2 separate regions of the Sus scrofa genome follow, and region 2 is linked to region 1. Evidence: chromatin contacts called from public Hi-C data. All regions are on one chromosome and are shown on one strand. Each heading gives the region's core, a stretch centred on a gene start, on an enhancer-like site or on the middle of the called end of the contact. The rest is flanking DNA. Distances are from core to core; before and after follow the strand shown. Region 1 holds the start of WBP1L (WW domain binding protein 1-like). Region 2 holds the start of BORCS7 (BLOC-1 related complex subunit 7).

Region 1 (2,700 bases), core at 60-2,559:
TGAAATGCTTTGGCAGGTTTTTTGAGAGGAAATTGGCAGCTACAGGGCAGCTGGCTTCTCTGCTTTGGGTCTTCTTTTGTTCGTTTATTCTCCCAACATTGATTGAGCTCGTGACTGGGCCCTGTACAAGGTGCTGTAGGAGTTTCTTTAAAAAAAAATGTGTAAGATCTGGTGTGCCATACAAAAAGCTACACGTCTAGTGGGAGGGGTCAAGCAGGCAGAAACTACAGATAGATACACTGTGTGCTAAGTGTTATGTGAATTCAGAAGAGAGGAGGGGGTGGGAATGAGGAGTTTGTAAACAGGAAACTGTGTAAAGTGTAAATGAAGTTAAGGGCACTGCATAGCTCAGTACTCTGGGGAGCTCTAAACTGTTACGTGTGAGCAGGATGTGGGAAGTGAAGCGGCAGTGGGTGAGATAAAGAGGTATGCTGGGACCAGGACACACAAAGAAGCATGTTAAAAGTTGGGACTATAAGTCCAGTCCAGGTGGTTGAAGTATTTCGAGAGGGGAAGCCCTGAGATGAGAATTCTTGGTTTTAGGTGGTAGAGCACCCCAGCTTTGGTTGGTGAAAGGGATTCAAGAAAGAATTGGAACTGGGACAGAAGAGACCATTTGTATTTAGCCAGAAAATGAGAACATGGATTGAAGCAATGGGGATGGATTTCAGACCTATTTTTAAGGTAGAATCAATAGAATTTCGTCTCTCTCATTTGTGGTGACAAAGCACTGTCTCAAATAAAGGTACTGCCTTATAGGGAATTCAAATTGACTGAAACCACTGTTTGAGATCACGAGCGGGACCTGGTACTGGGGCTATGCTTAAAGACAAAAGACATCAAAAGCTCTTTAGACTGCAGTTGTCTTTCAGAGCGCTCGGTTACCTTCTAAAATGAACTTATTTTCCAACACCCCTTAGAATTGCTATACCCCTTCCCTTTCTTTGCTGAACTGGGGAAATCTTCCGCCACACTCAAGATGGCGGCACCAAAATGGACTTCTATACATGTTTTGGATTGCCCAGCCCCGTGATTCCAGCTACTTCCGCCACTCTCTGCGGAGCAGCACGCGTTTACGCCTCCTCGCAGCACTCAAGATGGCCCGGCTTCCTCCTACTTTTCATTGGCCAGCTCTCTCCGGTCTTCCGACATCATGAGGGGGCGGGACTTGTATTTGATCGACGGCTGTTTTAACCAATGGAAAAAGGGATAAAACCAATGAAGCGCTGGAACTGGAGAACCATCCCAGCGTCTGGGAGGTGTTTCGGCTGGGCGGGGTGGAGCAGAGCCGGAAGCGGGTGGGGAGAGTGAAACAGGAAAAGAAGGGAAGAAGGAAGAAGAGGGAAGAGGAGGAGAGGGAGGAGGAGGAGGGAGGCGGCGGCGCCGTGGCGGAGGAGCAGGAGCAGGAGGGGGATGGAGAGGAGAAGGCTCCTGGGTGGCATGGCGCTCCTGCTCCTCCAGGCGCTGCCCAGCCCCCTGTCAGCCAGGGCCGAACCCCCGCAGGTAAGGGGGAGGGAGCGTCTGGGCCAGGCTGGAGGTCTGGGGGTCGTCGAGGCCTGGCTGGAGGGGGCTGAAGGGATGTTGTCAAGAGTCGACGGGTCCCAAGAGGGGCACCCATGTCTGGAGTGGACAGGATGTAAGGGGGCGTCGGTGTTTAACTGAGGGACACCTGTGACGGCTTTGGTGTCAGGGAAGTGGCAGAGGCATGGTACCAAGTGAGTGAGGGGTCTTTGAGACGGCAGTTAGGTAAGGTGGGATGGGATGGCTGTGGCCGGATAGTGGTGCCAAGCAGGGGCATGAGGGGCGCGCATTCTTGTCTCACAGTGTCTCCAAGGCAGCGATGCCGCGTTTACGTCTGTGCGGATAGGGGTCCGTGGGTTATTGAGTGGGCCTGAGAGGGAGGGAGGGGCTGAGAGGATATTTATTTCAAGCTGCACCTGGGAAAGGTCTAGGAGCCTCTAGGCCCCATTTTTAATGGTGTTGGAGGCAGGGATCTTGGAAGGCAGGTGAGATGAAGTAGACTGGGGCTCCTCAGGAGCATGGCACACGAGCGGTAACAAGCTCTCACTGTTGGGCGGGCTGGCTGGTCTGGGGGAGCCAGTCACCGATGTCGGTCTGGGCCAGCTCGGCGTTTTGAGCAAAGGGTGGTGCTGATGCCAGTAAGGGCAACAAATGGAGCACCCCAGCTTTTCTTGCTAGGTGGCTTGCCTCTTATCCAGGCAGAGAAGCTTGTGCTGATTTCAGCTGCTGCTGGCATTTCGAAACCTTAATGGGAGCGTTGCTCCTGGTGCCAAGTTGGGTGGGGTGCAGCAGGGGGAATCACCCCTCCTTCCCTTGCATTTGGCAAGGCTTTACCATTCTATTTTCTTCACTTTCTGTTCCCGTCCCTGTCTTTTCAGAAAGGCACACACACAGAGCAAAATGGCAGAGTCTCTACAGCTTAGCATGAACTTTGTGTTGTGATCAAGTAGACGCAGAGTACCAGCAAAAATACACACACTTATCTTTTCCCTAGGAGTTTATGGGCAGTCTTTTCACATATGCATCTTGTCTTGCTCATCCTCTATGTAACAAATTAATTTTTTAAATGACCTGAAGTGTATATAACATAAACCATTTAAAACCACTTAACCATTTTAAAGTGAATACTTCAGTGGCATTTAGTACACTCACAGTGTTGTGCAACCACCGCCTCTATCT
Region 2 (2,700 bases), core at 62-2,561, 94 kb after region 1:
CCACGATGGGAACTCCCCAAATTAGATACTTAAAAGAATGTAGTTAACTGAACATAAATTACACCTCAATAAAAGTTAATTAGGGAGTTCCCGTTGTGGCTCAGTGGGTTAAGAACCTGACTAGTGTCCATGAGAATGCAGGTTCAATCCCTGGCCTCACTCAGTGGGTTAGGAATCCAGTGTTGCTGCAAGCTGCAGTGTATGTCACAGTTGTGACTCGGAACTGGCACTGCTGTGGCTGTGGCGTAGGCTGGCAGCTGCAGCTCTGATTCCACCACTAGCCCAGGAACTTCCATATGCCATGGATGAGGCCACAAAAAGAAAAAAAAATAAGTAAAGATTAGGAACAAGAATTAAATGAAAGAATCAGAGACATGAATCTAGACACTTGGAAGAAAAAGTAATGTTGATAATGAGCATAGGTGATTTTAAACAAATTTTACCAATTTATTATTCTCATCTCCCTTGTGCACTAGTTTAAAAAGAAAAAAAGAAATAGAGCTAGCACAAAACACTTCGGATATTAATTCTTTTCAAGGGGATAATCAGTTTGCTTTTAATAGAACAAAGAGGTCATTTATCATTAAAAATTACCAGAGGAGTTCCCTGGTGCCTTAGCAGGTTAAGGATCTGGCATTGTCACTGCTATGGCGCCCCTGGCCTGGGGAATTTCTGCCACCATGGGCATGGCCAAAATAAAAATAAAAATTACTAGAGATGTTAAGCATTTTTCATACCTATTGGCTATCTTATTTATTTTTTTAATTGCCTGTTTGTGAACTTTGCCAATTTTTCTACTGGGTTGTTCTTCCTGGTTTTCTTCTGTTTGTTTATATGCTTCCTCACCAGGGAGTTCATTGGAGACAAAGACTGCATGCATCTCATTTCTTTGTCTATCCTCAGCCCAGCACAGTGTTTGGTATTTCCTTCATGAAATGTCTGTTAAAAATGGAACTGAATGATCTTAATTCATTCTCATAACCTTCAGAGACTTTAACGTTATCACTTCTATTTTACAGATGAGGCACACAAGTTGCAGAGGTTGAAACATTTCCAGTCACACAACTAAACAGCAGAATTGGGACTGTAACCCAGACCTTCTGATTTTAAACCATGGGTTTACTGAAGTTGTCCTCCATCCCCTCAATCGATGTCTGCGTGGGCCCTGTCTTCTTCAGGATATCAACTGAGTATTTTAAATGAATTTAAAATTTGCAAAGCGCAACCTCCGCTAGGCGCATGCGTCCCTCCCTAACGACGTCTCCTTGCCTTCCGCTTTGCGCCTCTTTTGGCCCCAGCGACTTGCCATCGCCCGTGAGGAGGTGCTCACTATTTGAAGTGATGGCGACTGGGACCCCAGATTCGCAAGCACGATTTGGTCAGTCCGTGAAGGGGCTTCTCACAGAGAAGGTGAACACCTGTGGTACTGACGTGATTGCGCTCACCAAGCAGGTGCTGAAGGGCTCCCGGAGCTCTGAGGTGAGCTAGAAGTAGATTCTCCGGGCCTAATATCCCCGAGGCTCTCCTGCCTTCCAAAACCGGGCGGGCGGCGGGGGGAGGGGGGGTCGCTCTGCATCCTGGGAACTGTAGTCTGTGAGCTGGTGAAGGAGAGCGCTTCGCGGAGAGCGAGTGTTGCATTCTGGGGTGTGTAGTCTCTCCAGGTAGGACAAGCAGGGAGCGTGAGGTGGGTAAGAAACGAAGTGATGGGAATCTGTGCTTTAAAGCAGAGATTGCCTTAGATGATATGTGAGATAGTGGGCCTAACGAGTTCCTTATTTGTTCCTCAGGGTTGTCTCTAGTGAGGATCCGTCCCATTTGGCCCCTAAATTCTGCATGGTTTTGCTCTCAACGTCCCATATTACTTCTACATTTTTCTGCGTCATCTGTCCACTGATTTCTCCCTTTCTGACTTATCTTTCTGGCTACGTTCTTGGTTTTCTGTTTCTTAAATTAGCTTTCTCCTTCTTCCTGATTTTCCCCCCATTATTCTTTGGCTGGTTCCAGGAATGGAATTATTTGATGGCCTTTCACACCAGCAAGCTTTATATATGTGCAGTTTTTCTCCAAAAAAAAAAAAAAAAAAAAAAAATCAATCACTGTTCTCTGAAACATTCACCCAAGGGAAATGAAAATTTATGTCCACACAGAGACTTGTACAGATACATAGGGTATTTATCCATAATAGCACCAAACTGGAAACAGTCCAGATGCCCAAATGACAGATGATTGAACAAATGAAATGGGTCTAATGACTCAGCCATTCAACTTCTAAGTTTGTACCCAGGAAAAAAGAAAACAGGTCCATTGCTTTCTTATTTAAATCAACCATGCACGTAATATATCATCTAAGATGTCCAGGTTTGGTTTCATTAAAGTGGAAAACATCTTGAATACATTTGTAAAACACTCTGAGAATGGAGTCTTTGGATTTCTGTGGCTTTCTCCTGTATGCCATTGTCTTGCTGGTAGTTAACTCAGTAGCAGTGTATCTTAGCTATTCATTTTCAACACGTATTTTTTTGTGTGTCATTTTAGGGCCGCACCCGTGGCATATGGAGGTTCCCAGACTACGGGTTGAATCGGAGCTGCAGCTGCCGGCCTACACCACAGCCACGGCAATGCAGGATGCAAGCCGGGTCTGCAACCTACACCACAGCTCATGGCAATGCCGGGTCCTTAACCCACTGAGCAATGCCAGGG

The links. Hi-C and Micro-C count contacts between places; a contact is called where the count stands out from the background.
Region 2: a contact with region 1 is called in a Hi-C map of liver, with 2.9 times the contacts expected there. The contact joins the promoter of BORCS7 here to the promoter of WBP1L in region 1. A contact is called at or near these places in 1 of 5 promoter capture datasets (fetal skeletal muscle), 5 of 47 Hi-C or Micro-C datasets (embryonic fibroblasts, fetal liver, heart right ventricle and 1 more) and 2 of 2 datasets of contacts at active chromatin or transcription factors (alveolar macrophages and skeletal muscle).

Annotation. Positions count from the first base shown.
Region 1 is chr14:113,736,449-113,739,148 of Sscrofa11.1, forward strand. WBP1L (WW domain binding protein 1-like) reads left to right here and starts at 1,310. Exons shown (of 4, transcript XM_001929157.7): 1 at 1,310-1,503. The coding sequence starts at 1,414.
Region 2 is chr14:113,830,323-113,833,022 of Sscrofa11.1, forward strand. BORCS7 (BLOC-1 related complex subunit 7) reads left to right here and starts at 1,312. Exons shown (of 5, transcript NM_001244615.1): 1 at 1,312-1,479. The coding sequence starts at 1,342.